Regions from separate parts of the Mus musculus genome. Here region 1 is linked to region 2. A link is a contact called in public promoter capture Hi-C data. All regions are on one chromosome and are shown on one strand. Each heading gives the region's core, a stretch centred on a gene start, on an enhancer-like site or on the middle of the called end of the contact. The rest is flanking DNA. Distances are from core to core; before and after follow the strand shown.

What was found. Promoter capture Hi-C pulls out the DNA fragments that hold promoters and counts their contacts.
Region 1: a contact with region 2 is called in a promoter capture Hi-C map of fetal liver, with 4 times the contacts expected there. The contact joins the promoter of Exoc3l4 here to the promoter of Rcor1 in region 2. A contact is called at or near these places in 6 of 39 promoter capture datasets (embryonic stem cells, fetal liver, liver and 2 more), 5 of 115 datasets of contacts at active chromatin or transcription factors (bone marrow-derived macrophages, embryonic limb bud and embryonic stem cells) and 1 of 9 other capture datasets (pancreatic islet).

Annotation. Positions count from the first base shown.
Region 1 is chr12:111,414,664-111,418,693 of GRCm38.p6, reverse strand. It overlaps Exoc3l4 (exocyst complex component 3-like 4), which reads right to left and starts at 1,264. Exons shown (of 14, transcript NM_001289487.1): 1 at 940-1,264.
Region 2 is chr12:111,037,868-111,042,088 of GRCm38.p6, reverse strand. It overlaps Rcor1 (REST corepressor 1), which reads right to left and starts at 2,722. Exons shown (of 12, transcript NM_198023.3): 1 at 2,201-2,722; 2 at 2,068-2,127. The coding sequence starts at 2,483.

The DNA of each region.
Region 1 (4,030 bases), core at 15-2,514, 380 kb before region 2:
AGTGAAATCAACAAGCTAGGAAAATCAGTAAGAGCTGCAAATGTCAGAAGCAAGCAGTTCCGAAAAATCCTAAGCGCGGTTATTATGGGAATAACAAGAGTTTAGTAAATTCCATGTGTTGATTTTGCAAACACGATCAGTAGCTGTTCTATGTGCCAGCCAGGCCTATTTTAAAAAAGACACAGGCTCCCTTCACAGTTGCCAAAATAAAAACATCCCTGGTAGCCACCCCCCACTGAAGGACAGACTTTCACTGAAGGACAGACTTCTTAAGTAGGCACACAAGGCTTTTCCTCGGGTTTGTCTTGCTTTTCTCTGTTGCCCCTCTGCGTCCCAGGACTCATTCCCTGTCCAAGCCTTTCTGGGAGTTGCCCCTCATCTTCCAGCTGCTGAGAGCTTCCTTGGGGCTCTTCCTCTGAGAAGCTCACCCTTTTCTGGGTCTAGCTCCAGCCCTAGATAGTAGTTATATGATCTGAGATCTTTCTGCCACTTGGCCAGGAGCCTCCAGGGAGCAAGGAATGAGCCTGGCTCAGACCCATGATGGGGCCAATAAATAAATGTCAGGTACCCAAGGAATGGTGTGGCCCTGCCATGATTGTGAACCTGTGGTACCTCTTTCAGATCTTCGTGCTAGCTAGCTCCAGTGCCTCGCCGTGTGTGTGATTGTCTTGTAATATGTGTGTGCGTCTTCCGTGTCTGTGTCTGTAGGCCTCATGGATGTCTCTGCTCTCTGCAAGTGTGTGTGGCTGTTTATGTGTTCGGATGTGCGTATATCTCCTGTGGCTGAGTTGGTATTCTAGTTCAGCCGTCCTGGGCTTGGAGCCCAGACCCTTGACAACAAAGCCAACTAACACAGCCAGAGTAGTCTCAGCCTCTTGGGTCCCCACCCACGGCCCCAAACACCCTCACATCCTCCTGCCCCACCTGGCTGGGTCTTACCTGATAGGCACGCAGACAACTGCACCCAGGCAGCAGAGGTCCTAAGCAAGCCAGCCAAGCAGGATCCTGAGACCAGGTCCAGGAGAGAGATGGCTGCCAGCACAGCCCAACTGGTGGACCAACAGCTGGGACTTCCCAGCCACAGGACCGCCCTGACCCACTCTCTACTCGGACCCCATACTTTCGCTTTCAGAAAAGTTCCACCCCTTTCATTCCAGAGACAACCACTCTAACCTTTGATCAGCCACAGTCCCGGAGCTTGCCTGAGCCTGATCGGAGCTTGACAGGGAGAGACTGGGGAGGGGAGGCTAGGGAGGGCCCTAAGGGAAGCTGGGGAGGTGGAGATTAGTGGAGGAGAGGTTAGGGAGGTGGGGCTAGGGGAGGAGGATGCAGCAGCGGGGGCTGGGGACCACCGAGGATTGTCAGATCCTGACCACTGCCAGAGGTAAGATAAATGGGAGGTTTTTACCCCCTAGTGCTCAAGCCCAGAAAGTCTCCTCTCTCCAGCCAAGGGCTGCAGCTCCAGGCCAGTCTAGGACGTTCACTCCAGTGCCCCCTATGCTTGCCCGAGCTGAGAAGCAGAGAGCAGAGACCTGTTAGGGAAGTTTTCTGTAATGCCTGGGGCACCAGGTGTGAGCCATACACTGCTCCGGAGTGCTGGTGGGAGAGGACCGAGGGACCGCAGGGGCTCACACTCAGGAATGACAGGCAGCCTTCTAGGCAGAAGCAGCGCAGCATGAACAGCGTGGAGGAGGGGCTGTTGTGAATGGCTTCGGAACTCAGGCCTTCTGCTTTCACAAAGACTCAGACAGGAAGCTTTTCTCGGAGAGGGCCATGGAGATTTCAGAAGAGGCACGTCCCCTGATTTCAGGGGGATTCCACAGTCAGCGTCTTAAGAAAAAAAACTTGGAGGAAATCCAAGGACACATTCATGACTGACCTGCTCTGTACCTGGGTACAGTATGGATGCTCTGGTTACAGTACTCAGTACTGAGTACTCAGTACTGGGCTGTGAGAACACAGCGCCACACAGGCTATACTCTCCCGGTTTGGGGGACCTGAGGGCTAAGGTCTTGACTCTTCTGAGGCTACCTCTTTTTTCCTCTTCCTCCTCCTTTCCTTCGTCTTCCTCCTCCTCCCCCTCTTCTACTTCTTCTGGAGACAGGGTCCCACTATGTATTCTTCTATGTCCTGTGGCTCACTATGTAGACCAGGCTGGCTCTGTAAGCACAGAAATTGGATTAAAGGCATGTGCCATCGTGCCTGGTGCTCTCTCTCTTTATGTGTTCTTTCCTCTGTATGTGTCTGTCCAGTTTTCTCTTCTTTATAGCATGTGGAGTGTGGTGGTTTGTATGTGCTCCATCCAGGGAGTGGGACTATTTGGAAGTGTGGCCCTGTTGGAGTAGGTGTGTCACTGTGGGTGTGGACTTTAAGACCATCATCCTAGCTGCCTGGAAGTCAGTGTTCTGCTAGCAGCCTTCAGATGAAGATGTAGAACTCTCAGCTCCTCCTGCACCATGCCTGCCTGGATGCTGCCATGTTCCTATCTTGATGATAATGGACTGAATCTCTGAACCTGTAAGCCAGCCCCAATGAAATGTTGTCCTTATAAGAGTTGCCTTGGTCATGGTATCTGCTCACAGCGATAGAACCCTAACTAAGATAGCACACTAGGTAAGCTCTCTGAGGCAAGATAGATAGAAGGGTGGGCAAAGCGTGGGAACATGAGAATAAAAGGAGCCCCCCTAGTTGCAGTACCTCAGCAGCAGGCAAGGATCCTGTGTGATCAACGCCTGCAGAAGGCCTTTCTCCCCCGCCAGCTATAAATCTTTGATTTTTCTAGGAATTTCCTCCACAAAACCCCTCACGTATAGAGAAGACATGTACTAAACTCCTTGAGAAAGATCATCAAATTGTTATTGCATACAAGACATCTCCATCACCACTACCACTCATTTATCAGAAGAATGGGAAATGGAGAAAAATAATGCTTTCTTGGTAACCTCAGAGATACAACTTGAGAGTCACCAAGACCAGGGATCTATGGCTAAGGTTAGGGCAGCTTAGTCCCCTGCTGAGCCCCCCTGAGCCGGCTGACTCCTCCCGTGGGCATGTCTTACTTTCTGCTATTCTCCCAACATGTCCTCCATTAAGTCTTACTCTTTCCCCTAACGTCACGTGTAATCCTATGTTAAAGTTTTATTAAAGATCTTTAATAAAAATCTCCAACTCTACTTCAGACTGGCTAGTCCTAAAATTCTTTTCTTCACTAAAGACATAAGTCTCCATTTAGCATAAATTGGGTCTGTAAAAGACGAAGAGGGTCTTAAGGCTGGCGAAGGTGACAGCGCAGTGCTGTGTCTCTGCATCCTCTTCTGGGAGACAACATAACAGCTTAACTATATACCCAGCCTCCCAGTTGACCTGACTTTAACTGATTGTCTTTTTAAAGACCCTATCTCCATATAAGGTCATGTTCTCAGGTTCTGGAGCTAAGGGTTCAACATATAAATAATGGATTTGATGATACAAGGCATATTACATCACCCCATGCTATTTGGAGACAGGCCAAGTCAGACAGAAGCCATCAGAACCACCTCCAGGATGCCCTCCAGTTAATTACTTTTCAGTAATTATAGCTCCCTAGGTGGAACTACCAATCCAAGCCCAAGAGGTACCCGGCTGGACCTTTCCCCTCGGCTCAGCCTGACCTGCCTATTGGCTCCCTTTAAGGAGGCTGCCCTGGGCTCAGGGACCTACCCACCACCACACAGTCGACTGGAGATACCAAGACTGTCTCCAACTCAAATGTAAGTCCTGGGATCTCCAAGTTCAAATTGCTTGAAGTCTAGCCTCATAAGTCCAAGCAGGAAGACTTTGATCTCTTTCTGACTGCTGTGTCTATGCTGCCTCAGAAATCTAATACCCAGGACCAGGAGGATTGTTCTAGGCCTCTCCCAAAGTCTCACCAAACCCCGGACTGAGCATGCCCATGAGGCTGTGATATGTTCTTCTTTGATTTTGTTGCTGGTTGGTATTTTTGTGTTCTTAAACATTCTTTTCATCAAAGTAGAATTTTAAATTATATATA
Region 2 (4,221 bases), core at 1,473-3,972:
AATATTAACATGAACAATCAATTGACAATAAAGCTATGCATGAGAACATTTACAGTGTTTTACTTTCTAGAACTCTAACAAATATATATCCCTAGAATGTGTAAGGACCTGGGTTCAATCCCACCATGACAAAAAATAAATAAATAAAGTTAACTATCACATCTTGAGATATAAATATGTACAAGACCTAAAAAATATTAATAACCAAACTAAGTCTAAAGACACTGAAGCAGGATGATACCAAATTTAAGTCCAATTTGGGCCACATAGCAAATTTTTAAGACAGCCTACATTACGGAGAGACCCTATGTCACAAAAGCAAAAATGTCCCAAGAGTCCAAAACTTATCCCATGACAACTGATGTTTCAAAGAAGAGTCTAACTCTAAAGGCACCAGGCACCTCAATGACAATGCAGAGACTAAGAGATCTAAATCCTGTGACCATTAAATATGTCCTTTTCCTAGGTCCCATCAAACATTTACATAACCTTTGAAAATATGTAACAAAAATGACTCAAGTTTCTGGAAGGTCTGACTGCTCCACTCAGTTTTTAAGAGTAACTTGTGAGAGAAACTTTGTGGCAAGCTTCATGTTCACTATGTATCACTGCAGTCGGACTTGACCTACAAAATGAGGATAGGGTCAACTGTAAGTGAAAAGCAGTATGCTTCCCCTGGTGGCCAAGCTAGGGATGAAGCCCTGCTCAGAAAAATGAAAAAAATGAAAAGTGACTCCCAGAAAAAGATGTGAGGAAAGGGGAAACTATCTAAAACGCTAACAGGAGTTTACGAAGCGGGGAGTTATACTACAGAACTGTGAGGGACTGGAGTCATGCATTTGCAAATCATTTATTCTTGGGGTGACCAAACACTCACCCTGAATCCCTCTCTTCTGTGCTTTCACTTTTACCTAAACACAGAGTTCAGCACCTTAATAACAACTTAAAAGCAATCTCCTTTTTCAAGGACCAGATCCTTGCAATTTTCTGCAGTCTTGTTTCCAAGGAAAAGCATTTATCTTTTCAAACTAGTGGTATAACCTACTTAGAAAAACCTCCTGTTCTAAAGCCCTCCAACCAGGACGGTTCACTCTAGCTGTACAAGATTGTCTTTTGAATTTTATTTCTGAAACAAAACCCACGGCCTTTCAAACATTTCCTGTAACCACCACCTTGAAAGACAGTCTCATACAGAGATGGGACAGAATCATAGGCATTAAAATCTGGCGAATTCCTTTGTCTGATAGGATTCCCCCCCCCCCACCCCCGTACCTCTTTAAATTTGCTTCCACACAGATCACCAGGAAGGCAAGTAAGAATGCCCCTTCTTAGGGGACAAGGATTTCTAGTAGATGGAAATGGCCGGTTAGCTAAACCTTTTGATGGTTCTATTCTTTCACAACCTCTTCCTCCCCACCCCATCCCCCCCAAAAGAAAAAAGAAATAAAGGAAACACACATTTACAAACAGATCTTAAAATAACAGCCACAAGTCGGGCTCTCTTATCTAGACAGATGCTCTCTGGAAAGCACACTTCTTTTATTACCTGATTGGGGTGGAGGGACAGGAAGATCTTTACTCCACCAGCCCTCGGGATGGGATGGGATGGGATGGGATGGGATGGGATGGGATGGGACAGGATGGGACCGGACGGGACAAGACGGGATGAGAGTCAAGAGGCAATAAGAGCGTAGGGTTGGCAGGGTAACGCTAGGAGCCAGTTTGAAGTAAGAAGTCTCTGCGGAGCCCTGGGTCCGAGCGCCCCAGGACGCCAACTCTCCAGCACTGCCACCCGGGATCCCGTCCTAGCTCCGGTACACCACACCTGGAGGCAGAGACATCCCACTCCACCCCGGCCAGGTGTGGCTTTCTCAGAGCCGGGGGACACTGCGGGCCCAGTGCTGTCCCCACCGGAGCCCATGGCCTCCCCGCACCCGAATCTGCAGCACACTCGTGTGCGAGCGTGCCGCGCCGCCTGCCCTCGCGCCCCGTGTGCCCCCGCGGACCGAAGGCCAACACGCACAAAAAACAAAGTTGTCTCCCGAGCTCCCGTCACTCGCTACTCACCAGGATCGAAGTCGGGCACCGCCGCTTGGTACTGGGGTCCCACCCGCATGCCACCGCCACCTGCGGGGAAGCAGAGCACGGCGGTCAGCGCGGGCGCGGACACGGGCCGGGCGCGGGGGCGGCTGCCACCTACCGTGCTCCTCGTCGCTGGACGAGCCCGAGCTGCCTTCCTCCCAGGAGTTGCTGCCGCTGTTCCCGTTGGGAGCCGCCGCCGCCAAACTTTTATTCTGGCCATTATTGGGGGCGGCGGCGGCCGAGGCGGCGGCGGCGGCCGAGGCGGAGGCGGTGCCGGCCGAGGCGGCGGCTGAGGCGGCGGCCGAGGCGGCCGAGGCGGCGGCCGAGGCTGCGGAGGCCGCCGTGTTCCTCCCTCGCCGCTTCCCTGAGACCTCGGGGCCCTTCTCCACCATGGCCGGCATCGGCGGGGCCCGGGGCCGGGCCAAAGTGACGGGGACCCCGGCTCGCGAGGCGCGGGCGGCGGGCCGCGGGCAGGGGGCGCAGGTGGGCGCCGGGCCGGGCGGGCGAGCGCGCGGGATCCGCTGGCGGGAGTTGGGGCTAGAGGAGGCCCAGACGGGCGGAGCAACGAGCCGCCTCAAGCCCCCGATGCCGAACGGAGCGCAACTTTGGCTCTCATCGCCGCCCGCACTTCGCTGGCTCTAACTACTCCGGGAGCCGCGGGCGGGGGGGAGGGGCGGAGCCTGGGGGGGAGGAGGGCCGCGCACAGCCTAACCCGTCGCTCGCAAGCTCCGCCCCTGCGAGCTTCCATTGGCTCTCACGGGATCCGGGCGGCAAGCAGGGGCATGGTAGGTCTCTGTGCGCGTCCGTCAGGCCACGGGGGCGGGATCACGGGAAGGAGGGGGAAGGTTCTGTGCTTCCGTTGGCCAGGTTGGGTTGACGCGTATCGCCCACTGTACGTGGTTTGAGGTTTGCGATCGCTTTACGCCCCATGATCCATCTCTCGAGGCAACAGCGAGGAGTTAGCCCCCTCCCCCTCCCCAGCGCCCCGCTCCCTCCGCTCGCACCCTGTGGGCCCCGCGCCACCTCCCCCGGGGATCCCGCCGAGCGTCCCATCGGCTTCCCAAAGTGAATGTGCCCGACGCGAGAACAGAAATCGCGGGCAAGGTCGGGACTACTTTCCCCCTCGCGCGGAGGAGTACGCGCACAGTTTGAATGGGTTCTATACAAAGAGGGGAAACTAATTGGAAGAAACTAATTGCGCCCCCGCGTCGCCCAGGGGCGATCGAGATGTACTAGAGCAAGGGAACCTGGGGACGAGGCTCTCAGGTGGCAGTGTCCCCCGAGGGAAGGAAAGCGGTTGTGCCTGGAGACGATGGAGCTCCCCGCTAATTGGGTTGGGGGCCACCGGCTCCCCACGTTGCCTGAGGGGCCGAGGGAGGAGTCGGGATGTTCGGCCGGGGAGGGCCTCGAAGCCGTCGGGGTGAGGGGAGGTGCCGAGTGGCCCCGGGACAGCAGGAGGGACATAGATCGACTAGGGGCCCCACCGCGAGGGGGAAAAAGAAGGAGCTTGAGTCCCCAGCTCGGTAGAAGAGGAGGGTCACTTCCCGAGACCCGGGCCCTTCCCCCAGCCCGCAGGGCTAAGAGCCTGAACGCGGAGGAGTCGGTGACACCCAGCCCTGGGCGTCCTTGTCCCTGGAGTGATCAAGCGAGGGGCCCCGTCACTGCCTGACAGCTGCCTGTGGGGCTGGGTGGGCTGCCCCACCCCCCGCGCCAGCGACCAAACCTGGGGACTATAGGTGAAACCGTTTGCTTTAAATTAAAAATAAATAAATAAAACAGGAGATGGCTATTTTTCGTTTATATTACTTCAGACCTGGGCTTCATATGGGGACAGTTTTTACACCCGCTCAGGATATAAATAGCTACAGAGAGAAAACGAGAGTTTTATGGTTTGAAAGCCCGCATAAATAAGCAGGGGTTTCTCTTCCACGTTTTCTGCCCCGCGAATCATTTTAAACTTCACTGAAGTGACCATGGTCACTTCTAACTGGCCTTCAAGAACAGGGCCCAGAGCCTCCCGGTAGCAGATCCCTGCCCCCACCAAGTTCCTGTTCTTGCTCTTGGACTCCTCTCTGAAGGACACCCCTCTGCTTAGAAAGTCCTGGGCACTGCAGGCATGAGCTCTGGAATAACCGGGTC